Linked DNA regions of Mus musculus: region 1 is linked to region 2. A link is a contact called in public Hi-C data. All regions are on one chromosome and are shown on one strand. The core of a region is the stretch at or near the end of the contact, and the rest is flanking DNA. Distances in the headings are between cores, read along the strand shown. Region 1 has its middle 48 kb from the start of Cntln. Region 2 overlaps Bnc2 (basonuclin 2).

Region 1 (7,566 bases), core at 582-3,081, 380 kb before region 2:
AAGTGCATAAATAAATAATCTTATCTAAAATGAGTAGTGAGGTTTTGCTTCAGAGGACTAAGCTTGGGCTTTGTTCCTCTCGCCTCTTGGACACGTACCCTTCCCTAATGCCAAAGTGCCTCTTCATTTCCCACATGCAAAAGCAGTACTGCATCTTCACCCTTCCCTGACAGGATGGGTAGGCTGAACCGAGGAATAAGCTGCTAACGATAAAATGAACACGATCACGCACACCTGAAAGAACCGTCCTTCAAGTGATTTAAGCTAATCATTTAACAGAGTGATAATCAAGATAACTTACCTTCATTTTAAATTTTCAGAGTTCATTTCCTTTTGAGCTCTTTGGCAGTCAAAACACTTGTGAGCAGTAGGTGGGAACTCCTAGGAAATGTGCATTGTGCCAATCAGGCCTGACTTTGAAAGTAATTTCTGGGAAGGACCCAAACCAACCGTGGGTGTTGGAACAGGGACCTCTGCTTTCTGCTGTGTGTGGCAATGTTCACCAACATCAAATTACTTGATCTGCAGAAACTTCCTATGGCTAGGCCAAGCTAGTAATCACCACCACAAACAGGCATTTTAAGTGATTTAATGTGATTTCTGCCCTATCACACAGCTGGTAGCAGAACACAGACTAGATTTCAGGTTTATAATTTCATACATTTCTCCTAAAATATATTTTATTCAAATTCAAACAATAAGTAAAGACTTTATAAGGCTCCCGTATATCCATCCCATAATCAGCCTCCAAACACTGACACCATTGCACGAATCAGCAAGATTTTGCTGAAAGGACCCTGATATAGCTGTCTCTTGTGAGGCTATGCCAGTGCCTGGCAAACACAGAAGTGGATGCTCACAGTCAGCTGTTTAATGGATCACAGGGCCCCCAATGGAGGAGCTAGAGAAAGTACTCAAGGAGCTAAAGGGGTCGGCAACCCTATAGTTGGAACAACAATATGAACTAACCAGTACCCCGGAGCTCGTGTCTCTAGCTGCATATGTAGCAGAAGGTAGCCTATTCGGCCATCATTGGGAAGAGAGGCCCCTTGGTCTTGAAAACTTTATATGCCCCAGTACAGGGGAATGCCAGGGCCAAGAAGTGGGAGTGGGGGGAGGGGAGTGGAGGGTGGGCTGGGGGACTTTTGGGATAGAATTTGAAATGTAAATGAAGAAAATACCTAATTAAAAAAAATAAAATAAAAATAAGGCACCCATATAGCTGTTGTTTGCAAGGTTTGCACGGGTGTATTTTATAGTGTGGTGATAACGAAGAGGTCAGAATTCCACATCTTTCTCCTTTTCCTTTTTGAGGTTGATTCTGCTCTCCAAAAGCCTGCCAGCTTGGCAAGCTAGAGCAGGAGAGAAACCTGCAGGTCCACCCCGTGGCAGGCAGGCCAGCATCCTCTCTCCAGGCCAACAGGCCATTCTACTAATGGGCTTTTGTATTTCATAATTAAATAAAGAAGTCATGTAATGAATGTTCACCTCTTTACTTGATGGAATTTTGGTCTCTTGAGCTACCTAAGGTATGTGTGTCATAAATAAAATTCTAAATATATTTTAAAAGCCTGTAACATATGTTTGAAGTAGAAGTCGAATTCCCTTTGAGAGAGAGAGAGAGAGAGAGAGAGAGAGTAGAGAGAGAGAGAAGACCTGAGAAATTTAAGGGGAAATTTAAGGAATTTGTGTGTGTTGTTGTTTTTCAAAAGAGAAATAAAACTCTGGTGGTTTCTTCTCCCCTGGTTTCTGCTTTGACAGTTGTGGGTGTGGCAGCCAGTATCCCCTCATCACTATGACTCATACTCATTTATGGAGTCAACAAAAAGTGCCATCCCAGGAAGCTCTCCTTCAGAATACCTCTGTCTCTGGAGCCAGTTGCCACATTACAATCATGACAACAAATGGACTGATGGCAGCATCTGCTTAATCTGACATTTGTCCAGTGTCACCGCTGCACTGTCCTTAACTGAGACTATTTATTTGATGTGGTCTAGTTTCTTCATTTCCTAGTTACCAAAACGAGCTTAATTTAATCAACCCCGACTGGAAAGCTGTCAGTCTTCACGGCTCCTCATCTTATCTTTGATGCTTAAAGAACATATGAACCAAATATTGTCTTAATCTAAATGGTTGGATTTTTCTGATGTCATATTAATATTCCAAGACTGTTTCGGCTGTTTGTTAAAAACCAAGAACATTACAGAGTTTCTAAAGTTTCTAGGAAATGAAAAATAAATACTAGCTGATATTTGTGACATACATTTTATGCAAATGGAAGAAGCCAGTCAGCAAAATTATAAACTCTTTTGTAAATTCCTGAGTGAATTCAGAAGATATTTAACATACTAACCAGTTAATATTATGTTCTCTGTGAATTAGAAATAATCTTAATCCTACAGATGAAAGATGAATAGTTCTACAAGAACCCACTTTCCACTTTGTACCTCTAATAATAATTGTGTTTTAGTAAGGAACTAGAGATGATTTTCCTATGATAGGAGAAAAACATCATTGACCTTTCATAATAAAAATTTGTAAAATGCTGTAAAACAAAGAAAATCAGGTTTGTCTGTCCTTCGAGGATTCAGGTGCCGAACAGACTCCCTGGTTAGTTCTACTTACCATTTGGACAGTTTTCAAGTGCCATATTTGAATCTATTTGTGATGTAATCATTGTAAGATTGGTGCATTGTCTAGTCATTGATATTCAAGGACCATTTGCAAAACGATGTTCAAACATAGTGGACGTATTATTACAACCACTCCTTTTTAGTATGTGATCATATACACGGACATCACAAAACCCAATATTGCCATCCACACTGGTTGTTCAATAAAACCTAATTATGTGTATAGAAGCCCATTCTATAGCTACTCTGCCCTCCACAAGAGCCTTAGAATAAGTGTGTGGCCAATGTTGCCCTCTAGTGGTTAGCATACCCAGGTGAGTCGGAGTACCCGAGATTCCCCTCCTGAGTTGTATATGAGACAGCCAGGGAGACAAACTTGGAAGCTGGTAACAGAAACCTTAATAAAGCATATGTGATATAATTTGAGTGGTAAAAACTGTTTTCATTATTATAACACTGTATTTGATCTCTACCAAGGCTATACTCAGCACAAAGAGTAGCTGGACTGAATTGTTGTGGTTAAAAAGAAACTTTTGTGGAATGTTCTGAGAGTTATAAATAATATTTTATTGTTTTGATATTCATGTACTTTGTGAATTCTCATTTTCATTGCATGAAAGCATATTGCTCAACTGCAATCTTCATCCTCTGTGTGCTCTTATTGCAGAAGAACCTTCTGCCTTCCTTCTGGTCCTTTCTCACTCACGGCCAGTGGTTAGCATGGGCTCCAGTGCTATCCCTTCTCTCTGCATGACTAACGCCATGTTTCTGGTTCAGGGATAAGTATCCATATACCTTAAGATAGACAGAAATGGAAATAGGCTTCCCTCGTGGCGACTTTCTTCTCTTACTAGAATAACCTATCACTGTGGTTCTTAACCTGTGGGCCATGACCCCTTTGGGTGCCCTTTCACAGGGTCATATCAGACCACCAGAAAACACAGAGATTTGCATTATAATTCCTAACCGTAGCAACATTATAGCTACGAAGTAGCAATAGAAATATTTTTCTGGGTGGGGGTCACCACAACATGAGGAACTGTAGGAAATGGTCACAGCATTAGGAAGGCTGAGAACACTGCTCTGGCATTTCTTCCCCTTCTCCACATTGTCTATTCTTCATCACACACAAAGCCACAATGAGCACAGCTCAGACTGAAGTCAGTGGATCTACCTGCCACTATGTTGTAGGAAGCTAAGCTGTATGCACGCTTCACCATTTAGCATTTGCTTTCTGAAGTCAAGATGGAACTAAAGTTAGACACTATTCAAAACTTAAAAAGTTAAAGGGGGGCTAGAGTATTGTCACTAATAAAGCTGAGAGTAGTGACACATGTACAGGCTCCAATATTATTAACAACATTGGCAAGAAGTTGGCATTGAGATATGCCCTGGCAAGGGCTGTGTGCCCTCCAGCTGCACTAGCCGTAACTCAGGAGAATCTAATTTACATTACTCAGCATTAGACCTGGAAAGACCTAGCTCATCCATCAATGGTCCAGACACCAGCAGCATTTGAGGTGTAATTTGAAGTTGATGAACATTTGCTGTCTAGGAGATAAGGCTATTTTCTCTCTATACAAAAGAATTTGCACCTGTCTGTGACAGTCAGAGCCAATTATGGGTAAAGCTCTAATTTGTTTATGGTCTAGACTCCTAAGACAATAATTCCCAGCTGCATTACTTTTCATCCTCAACAGCCAGAGGTTCCCTGGCCATGTAAAGGCCTCCTGAAGGTCACTATACACATGTACCCAGTGCCATAGATTTAATGTCTGTGTCTTCTATGCCTCATTTCTCAGTCTTACTCCTACCTTGAATACTCTATTCACTAGCCATCACCTACGAAGCAACTTGCTTCTCTCACTCTTGGGTGATAGATAATGGTGATAAGTTAATAAAATAAATTATATTCAGCATTGCTGGAGTCATTTTTAAAAATGCACATAGTTCTCGTTGTACAAATACACCACAATGGGATATGATCTTTAAAGAAATTTTTATTTAAAAGTAACTGTCAATGATAAAATTTCAAGTAAAACTTCATGGAATAGATATTTCTCAACAAATAAGTGTCTTAGATTTTTCAAATCACACCTATCTTTAAACTGCTCAATCTTTATTTAAAGAGCTCTACTCTTATATAGCTAGCCATTCATAAAATACTCGTCCTAAACCATAGATATTTAAGTCTACGGGCTTAAGTGATCAAAATCTAAGTGTGATATCACTACTTCTCCAGAACGACTTAAATTATTATGTCAGATTACTGCTAATAACCTGAAATTACTAATCTCCAATTATATCCAGAAAGAATGTGAGAAAGCTTGATCTTTCACACACTGAAGTGCAAGTTGGTACAGCCACTTTGATTGGGCAGCAGAAAGTGAAGTCTAATCCACCCAGCGTTTCCACTCTCAGGCAGACACCTAACACAAATGCTTGTGCTCAGGCAAAAGGCCTTCTAGAATGTTCAGAACAATGCTGATTGCAAAAATCAAAAATTAAAACAGCATGTTGGCCTGTACAAGGGAACAAGGGAGCAAGTGCCATACATTCAGGTAGTGAAATAGATAGATAGATAGATAGATAGATAGATAGATAGATACATACATACATACATACATAGATACATAGATACATAGATAAATCAAAAACCATGGCAGAAGAAAAAGAAGGGAGAATATGCTACAGGGATCAATTTACACAAAACCAAGCAAAAGCCAAGTATACTGTTAGAAAGCCAGAGTCTGTTTACTGGATGGGGCAAGAAACGGGAAGAATGAGAGAGGGTTCAGTCATTATCATTCTATCTTGATATTTTCTTTGGTTTGGATTTTGTGCCAGAAATTGAAACTGTGGATGTGCACACACCAAGCATGTCTTCTACCACCTACCCACACTCCAAGCCCTCTTCTTCATGTCATGACTAGCATGCTCATTCTGTGAAAATGTTTCAAGTGATATTCATAAGATGATATGCTCCTGTCTCTGTGCATTTTAGTTCTACATTGTAAGCTATTCCAAACACACACTACCAAGTCTTCTAAAGGCTTAGAAGTATAATCTCAAAATAGAGTTTTATTTTTTGTCATTCTTAAGTTTTATCATTGTATATATAAACAATTATTGATCTATTCATCAAACTTACCAAATTTTGTGATTAGTCATATAATATTTTACTTTGGAGCCATGAAAGTGTAGTCGCTGTAATTATCATTCTCAGCATAGTGAGAGGCTTTGTGAATATTAATGTCAATAAATCTATCAAGTCAATTCCCCATATGAAGCATATGTAAAATATTTATGAAATAGTCACATGTTATTATCCACATACATTGTTCTCATGTCAGGGCAGAGAAAACATACAGAAGAAACAAAAATTGTTCCTGGGTCATAGCTACTAACAGCCAAACTGGTGCTATCAAGCATCTTGCCAAAAACCATTAAAAGATAATCCTGTCTGCTGATCCCTGAGTTGTCAATGGGAGTTAAGGAAATGAGGAGTAACCGTGACAAACAGAGACTGCAGCCAGTAGATCAGGTGCTAAAACAAGACTGGATTCTGTCCTTGCACCTAACGCAGCCTTAGCACTTCATACTCCTTAATTCATTTATTCATGTCATTCTGCCCAGAAATAAACACAGTTGCAGTTCCAGGATACAATCTGCTTGAAGATTACTGAATTATACAGGCCTGGCCTGAGAATAATTCTTTTTCTTTTTATATGAACACATTGAAGAGAGACTGCTTTTCCACTTGGCTACAACCCCTGCATCCCCTCTGCATTGCTGATCTGCCCTCAGTACCAAATACTCTATCCAGCTACTCTGAGACATTAATCTAGTCAGATTCAGGCTAGGGAGGGGGTTGTAGGGCGGGGCTTGAGTCTTACATTTTAGATGCTGCAGGTCTATGGCTATTTTTTTGAGTAGCAAGGCCCTAGAAAAGGAGAAAGAATCATTCTCTTTTTTACTATAGGTCACAGGATTTCAAAAATGTAGGGTGATGTAGGGTGCATACATAGGTAGAGTTCAAAAGGGGAATCACAAGCAAAGCCTTGTGAGCAGAACATTTTGAAGTCAGGCGGCTTCATGGGATGAATGGGGATGGAGCGGGGGCGCAGGGGAGCCTGTCAGACAATTGTTAGGACAATTCCTGCCAAACCAAACAAATTCATCCTGGTGCTGGGACGAGCTTCTGGAATAAAAGTGTTCACAGTGACAGAGCATGTATTAAAGTGGTTTCTGCATGTTGTACAAATTCGGGGCCCAGAGATTAAAGGGTAGATAGGGAAACTAAAAGGATATACAGGACTTGCATAATGAGGAAGATTTACTGCTACTGAATCCCAGACTCAATCAATATCTGGCATACTAACCGAGCCAGATATCCAGAGAAAATGATCGCGCTTCACTTCTTCACTGTAATGGATTCTCTTGCCATCAAGTAACTTGAGTCTACAGATTGTATTTTAAAAGTTCTCCAAGACAAAACTCTATTTAAGAAGATAATGTATTTGTTGAAAACTATGATACCTTGTGCCCAAAGCCACTTACTTTTTCAGGTAACTAAATGGCTCTTTAAAAAAAAAAATTCTATTTCTTACTGGCTACCTTAAAGAAGCACGCTACTGTATAATACATAGGATTTGACTCTGAGGAGTCAGACCTATGCCAAGGCTAATGTGTTCGGGTAGCCATTTGGAAAGGAAATGAAAAGGCATTAGTTCATGATCAAGTAAGGCATAGGGGGCCCTAAGGAACCCTGATGAAGTGGCGGGCAGTCAGCAGCCTCCTGCAGTTGGCTGAATGCCCACCTTTAAAGGATGTCAAAGGCACATAAATGCTGTACCCAGCCCACACCGTTAGGTCTGAACACTTTTCCCTGTTACTTTAATTCCTTGCTATTTACTTTCACTTCTTTGTTCTT
Region 2 (6,940 bases), core at 1,365-3,864:
TTGAGTTGCTTATGAAGCTGTCTATCTCATCCATGTTTGAACCGGGGTATCCATACTTAACAGTAGAGTACTCCAAGCCTGGGGTGTGTTCTGCAGGCCCACTGTTGCATTTGGGGATGAAGCATGGAAGATGAGTCAGTGTGAACATCGGAGTGCTGAGTTAGAGGCTCTATTTAAATAAGGTGTTGCATTTATTTGTAAGATAAAGATTTAGGTTTATGGACCATTAATTATGTAAACTCTGAATCAACACAGCCTCATTTGTCGCCCAAATTGTGAAAGTATGCTTGGGCATGGAAGTGATGAGGTGAGGGGAGGGGAGGAAGCCACATACAGAAACCTTTCCTCAAGAGGTTGATAACAATGTTTGAATATAAGGCAGCTTTTGATTTAAAAACAAAACAAACAAACAAACAAACAAAAAAATAACAAAACCGACAACAGCAACCCACCCCCAAAGCTTCTCTCCATACATTACAGTAATGAGATTTCAAGTATAGCTTCTAGTGAGAACCAGAGATTTTATTTTTTAAAAAAATTATATTGATAGAAAAGGGGGGAGCACTTTTTTCTTCATGTAGTTTACATGAGTTAATATAATTTTACTGCAAGTTTACTCTTAATAGCTCTGCCCATACAGTGTTAAAGTTTTTAGGGTGCTTCTAGCTAGCTTTTTTTTCCTCTCCCATATTCATTTTAAAACCAAAGAGTATAATGTATATAATGTAAGCTGTTATTTGCTTACCCGTGTGTTATGAGCATCATCTGTATCATAAAATCATTAAGTTTTGATGTTTTCTTAGGAACTGTATTAAAAGTCTGGTTTATACTTGCCTTTCCTTGACAGAGTTGGATCATGTACTTTCATAAGTTGGTTTTGAACTTTCTGCTTTGAGGTTCCATGTTAGCTAGTGATTTAGTACTGTAGTGTTTTAAAAGTGTAACATCGCTGGGCGTGGTGGCGCACGCCTTTAATCCTAACACTTGGGAGGCAGAGGCAGGCGAATTTCTGAGTTCAAGGCCAGCCTGGTCTACAGAGTGAGTTCCAGGACAGCCAGGGCTACACAGGGAAACCCTGTCTTGGAAAAACCAAACCAAACCAACCAACCAACCAACCAACCAAAACAAACAAACAAACAAACAAAAAGCTTAATATCTCCCTGTGGCTTCTCTGTGGCTCTGTGTGCTGTTCTTATTTATGGGTAGCTGTGGTCTTTCAAACCTGAGTGGATTTCCCTCATTTGCCTTGTCTCATTGAGGAAGGTGTGGTGCCATCTTTCTGGCCCGAGCCAGCTCTAGTGATAGATTTGATGAACGGTTGCTTTGGACCTGGCCCTCACCAAGTGCACCTGAATTCACTAAGAATGAATTTAAATCCCAAGGGTCAAAGTTGCACTTCATGTGGCAATTCTTAGCTGCATAAAAACAAACAAAAAATATCCATAGAACTGTGGTATAAACAAAAAAAGAAGATGTAGTGTTGTTATGACTTTTGGATTAGATTACTGCTGAACCAAGCGTCTTTTTGACACAAGCTAAAAATAACGTGTTTGGCTAATTAGGCGATAAAAGCAAACATCAAAGGCAGACCTTTCCGTTAGTCCTACACTGGCTTCCTTGTATTTAAAACGCTAGCCAACAAATAAAGTGTTTGACCGTTGTTATTATTCGTTTTTAGTTGAGACTTAGTGGAAAACAATATCCCTAGGTATTTGTTTTTCTCAGCTTGATACTTAACCCTACTACCAATCACTAAGTAATAGTGAAATGTAACAGCTACTGCCTTGTCACAACAGACACTTAAAAACGATTTCTGCTTTTTCCACATTAACACGTCTAGATTAGGAAAGTGGAGCATATCTCTCCCTTTCAGTGATATTTATTCATGGGAATGATGGTGTGCAGCAAGAAAAAGTGCGTGCATGTAAAAATACCTTCAGCTTGCCAGGGAGGTTGCTTTATTTTTTTTTTTTTCCAGAATGCTCTTGATTTACAAGTGAAACTTACTCTTGTGTGAAGGGCAAATTTAAATAGTAGGAATTCATGCGGTCACTAGTGAGACATCAGTTGAAAAGTCTGGGTGTTGTTTTCTCTGTGTGGTTTCAGGTGTGTGTGTGTGTGTGTGTGTGTGTGTGTGTGTGTGTGTGAGAGAGAGAGAGAGAGAGAGAGAGGGGGGGGGAGAGAGAGAGAGAGAGAGTGTGTCTGTCGGTGAGCATCCGTGTTTACTGTCATTCCTTGCCCACTCTGTCCCCTCTCTTACTCAGATACATGTATATAGGCCACCTTCAGTCAAGGCATGTGACCCGTCCCACATGTGTCTCTGTATGTGTCCACATCCGCTCCTTTTATTGCTTTCTTATGGCATTCTGCTTTACAAAGTGACATTTTCTGAAAACAGTATGTTTTTACATTTTGTGGGGTTTTCTCCTTATCTCTGTAATTCCTGAGACTTTTTCTAAACAAGATGCCTGGCATTTTCTAAGGACAGAGCAGAGACAGAGCCGCCCCGAGCAGGCAGACACACTTACATTGCTTGTGGTTTTTCAATACAGCTGCGTTCAAATGGGCCTGCCTTTTCGGCACTGGTTCCAGTGCCAAAGTCAGACTGTCACACAGCTGGTAGTACTTACTGTACTTGCGGGAAACTATGTGATTCATTAGTTGGAACCGTATGGTTTTCACCAGTTCTGGTCATGTTTTTGTTAGGATGTGGTAAAAACATAAGCAGAGGGTGAAGGGACAATGGAAGCATGTGACTTGTTAAGGACTGGCCCCAACCCATTATTAGTTAAATTGTTCACCATAAAATGTCCTCTGTACCTCATAAGACAAATGACTTAATTTTTTATTCTTCAGTTGAGGTCATTTAGTCATAAGTAGTAAAAATTATCAACACTAAGCTCTTTTTGTCTTTTTTTTTCCCCTTTCTGCAAAGTATCATGATCCATTTAAACCCCAAACTGTAATATGAAGAGAAGTCATGCAAGTAAAAGATATTAATTTGCTGAAAAATGTCCATGACGGGTGAAGAACTTTTAACTGGAGTGAACTCTCGCTACTGATAAAATATGAGTGTGGTATTGCAGTTAATAAGAAACACTGCTAATACCACAGGATATGTGGAGAACAATAAACGGGAGTTCCTTTGTCCAAGCTCACTAGAGTTTATGGGTGGATGAATGAGTCTTTCAAATATTTTTGTCACTAATAGAGTTGGACTAGGGTGTTTGCAGTGTTTGTTACTGGGGTTGTGCAGAGCCGCTGGGCTGCACTGTGTCGCCCCTTAGCCCTCTATGGGGTAGTCTTTGAGACTGAGTGTTTCACACCTGCATAGGGTGAACTACAGCCACAGTAGAGTGGATTCTGCAGATGGTGTATTGTCTGTGCATAGGCATTTGCTTTCAAATTCACGTTCCTTTGAATCCTCCCAACGCTGTACCTTTGCCCCCTCTCTCCTAATCTACTATTGCAAAGGTGACATTTTTGAAGTCTTTGTGGGTAGTCTATTGGCAGATTATGCGTCCACCCTCTGACTCCGTTTTCTAACCGTTTCCTTTTAGAGCTCTGCACCGTTCATGCCTCAGCACATATGCTCCTGCAGTTGCGGCACTCTGCAGAATTAGAACCAGGTCTGTCTCTGACAATTAGCTCAACTGGCTACAGCATAAATAAAGGAATGCGCTCAGGGGCTGTAGTCTGTGACATGGTTTAACAGAGCGTAAAAAGGTGCATCTGTTCCCTGCCCACATTCAGTCGCCTCACTGTCACTGGGAAGTTATCGACACGGAGACATGCCTGTGCTGTTTGGTAAACAAGCGGCAGGTATTAAATTAATGGGGCTGTGAGCGTGTGCAAGTGCTGCTTTATTAAAAGCTCTGCTTTCCGGACTCACTGCTGGGCCACAGGCCGCCACTAGAGTATCTATTAAGATGACTCATGGCAGGGAATACTTCAGCACTTTGTACTCATTTCTAGGGGGGACCATTGACCTCTGGAAGCCTGATTAGGGAGAAAGGGAACAGAAGAAAGGTGGCCAGTGAACAATTGACACAGAGTTAGTAGACTGAGCCAGAAACAAGGGGAACTGAGAGCAGCACAGAGCTAGGCTGAGGTGTAAATCGGACTTTGGAATCCAATCCCAAGTTGCAGCTGGTGTTTCGTTGTTAGTTTCTCTTGCTTTTGTACCTAACTCTCCTCATGGCTGATACTTGATGTGAGTTCTGAGATGAAGAAGGACTACCTGGGAAGTGTACCTTTCGTTACCTCTCCTGGGTAGGCAATGAAATTCTGGAATTTGCTTCCAAGTCATTCAGTTAGACATTTGTTATATCTTTGAGCATTTGTCTGACTTTGCATTTAATATTTTAATGGTAAAACAGTACGTATATGTATATATATCATATATGTATGTATGCATGTGTATATATGTGTTTTTGTATATATACATGTGTATAAATATTATATATCTATGTATACATGTGTATATATGTGACTATATGTATATATGTGTATATTCATATGTATACACACATACATGTGTGTATTCATGTGTGTATTTGTATGTATATACATATGCATGTGGATATATACACATGTATATGCATATACATACAAATATATATATACACACATGCATGTATATATATGTGTGTGTGTTTCTGTGTGTGTATATCTATCTATCTATCTATCTATCTATCTATCTATCTATCTATCTGAGTATGTGTGTGTGTGTCTATGTATCTTCACACATAGATATATATGTGGTCTTTTGCTTTCACGTAGTGACACAATAATTGCCAAGGTTTGTTTTATCCCAGCTTCAGAATTCTTCATTAGAGTGTGACATGTAGCTGAATATGATGCCATGATGAGTGGCTCTGTATTCCCATTGTCTTATCCTCTTTAAGCATTCTGAAGACATACTGAGTGAGGTCTGTAGGCAAACATAAGAAAGTAGTACTTGGTGTGCACATCTGTGCTGAAGAGGCCATTATTTAAGAAGGCTCTCTGCTTTCTTCCTAGGTATGTTTCTTTTTAGGGCCCCAACTATCTGCTCATCCATTAGAAGATGATGTAATGCTAACGGTATCTCACCCCTACACAATTTGAAACAAAAAATGATTCCAGTTGGCCAGACTTAATGTGAATGACCAGAAGGCGCTATGCATTCTCCGTTGTATTTGAAGAGTGCATCTTGGAATCTCTTTTCTGGCTTCCCAGCCTTTTGGTTCTCATCCTGGAGATCTTACAACTGCACCTGCATGCCTGCTGTCCAGCCTCATCTTTAACTGCAAACTTCCATTACAGAATGATGTCTGGGTAGAGGAGTGGAATGGGAGAGGTGACAGGCATGGTGGAGAGGAAGCATCTGTTTTTATTGTTGAAGAGAGGCTGACACAGGAAAGTAACCCCCTGTCTGGACAGTTAGTGATGCCCGAGACTCTTTATCTTTGTAGCATCTCTGCTGTATGAAGTTTAATAAGGCAGCTGTGCGGCTTTTAAAAGCCAGTGGATTCCATTTTTCATGTGTGCCCCTGTGTTCGCTCTGAGCTGCTCTCACTGCCGACTTCCTTCTTTCCCCCTTTCCTTTTCCTTTATCTCAGGGGAGTTCCCTGAGTAGCAAGACTGAAAAAGAGCTGAGGTTTATGTTAGAAGAAATTAAGGTTAATGATCATTGGCTCATTTTCATATTCTGTGGGTGTGGATGCAGGGTAATCAGTGCAGGTGGCCCTGCCAGTTGGGAGTTTTTCTTTGTCATCAAGAAAATAAGGAGAGTGCAGGGATTGAATTACCACAACTATTTCAGGGCTAAACATATTTCATTTCCCTGATCAGGTCTGGTTTAAGGACACAAAGCTGACATTAATTTTATCCAAAGAAAGCACAGCTTTTTTTTTTTTTTTTATAATTTGACTGAATGCATAGGGTAGATGCATGTTCAAATTTAATTCTAGTATAATCTTACAAATAATTCTCTGAAAAGCAAAGGCGTTTTGATTCAGTTTGACAGTTTATGTTTCTGTGCCCAATTACCACTTAGTTATTGAATGTTAAAGAGCTGCCTTCTAAACTGCGCTCTCTGACTGCGCCAATTGGCTTCCCAGCTGCCTGCTATTACATGTGAGGTGCTCCTTTCTAACTTTTAAAAGGATGTACACATTTGAAGTAGTTATGTTTAGCTAGCAGAGGAAGTGGGGGATTTGGTTAGGAAGTGCTTGCTGGCCTTGAAAATCTATCTCGTGTACATTCTAATTTCAGCCACATAAAGACTTCTCTATAAAGAAATATTTGTTGGATTAAGGAAAAAAAAAAAGGACAAACTTAAATGCCCAAACTAGGAAAATAACCTTGACTAACAAAAAATTATGACTTCCTTTTGTTTTTGTGTTTTCTTTATACTACTGATGGTTCTGCAAGGGAAGTGTTCCCGGTTAAATACATGGAAGAGGGAATTTTAAAAATTGGCCAGAGACAATAAAAGTCGCTGAGGAAGAGGGCCCAGGACTCACCATGCATGGCTGGTTTTGCTTTTGTAGCAAAATGTGGCAGGCTGCTCAAGTGGCCTGGTCTGATTTTAGGCACAAGGTTTATTTGGCTGTCCCACCATGGGTGTAATATTAATGATACTGATGTAAAATTAACTTTTATGTTGTGTGAGCACTTTTTCCTGGCCTCTCCTTTAAAGTGACAGTTTTCTGAAATATATCTGTCTAGGTCTGTTGCCACAATGAACATACATGTAATTTTGCTTTCGTTGCGAAACATTTGCTGTAATGAGGTGTTTAGGCCAAGTCCAAGTGGAGGTGGGCTGTGCTCTCTATGGTGTGTGGTATGAGTCTACATGCAGTTGAATATTCATGACATGGCTGTTAACATAAATACTTGCAGTTATTAATAACACATGAAGAGACCATCCCCAAACATTCTCAGAGCAAGAATG

Evidence for each region. Hi-C and Micro-C count contacts between places; a contact is called where the count stands out from the background.
Region 1: a Hi-C map of the C2C12 cell line shows a contact between it and region 2, with 2.1 times the contacts expected there. The contact joins two enhancer-like sites. A contact is called at or near these places in 2 of 484 Hi-C or Micro-C datasets (the C2C12 cell line and the N1E-115 cell line).

What each region holds. Positions count from the first base shown.
Region 1 is chr4:84,832,541-84,840,106 of GRCm38.p6, reverse strand. No RefSeq gene overlaps it. Among named protein-coding and RNA genes, the nearest start is that of Cntln, 48 kb to the left of the region's middle. Within about 2 kb of position 1,831, at least 3 of the 459 cell types and tissues checked have an H3K27ac peak or open chromatin away from gene starts, as enhancers often do. A contact at or near this core is called in the C2C12 cell line, where this site is marked.
Region 2 is chr4:84,453,430-84,460,369 of GRCm38.p6, reverse strand. All of the region lies in intron 3 of Bnc2 (basonuclin 2), which reads left to right. Among named protein-coding and RNA genes, the nearest start is that of Bnc2, 220 kb to the left of the region's middle. Within about 2 kb of position 2,614, at least 49 of the 459 cell types and tissues checked have an H3K27ac peak or open chromatin away from gene starts, as enhancers often do. A contact at or near this core is called in the C2C12 cell line, where this site is marked.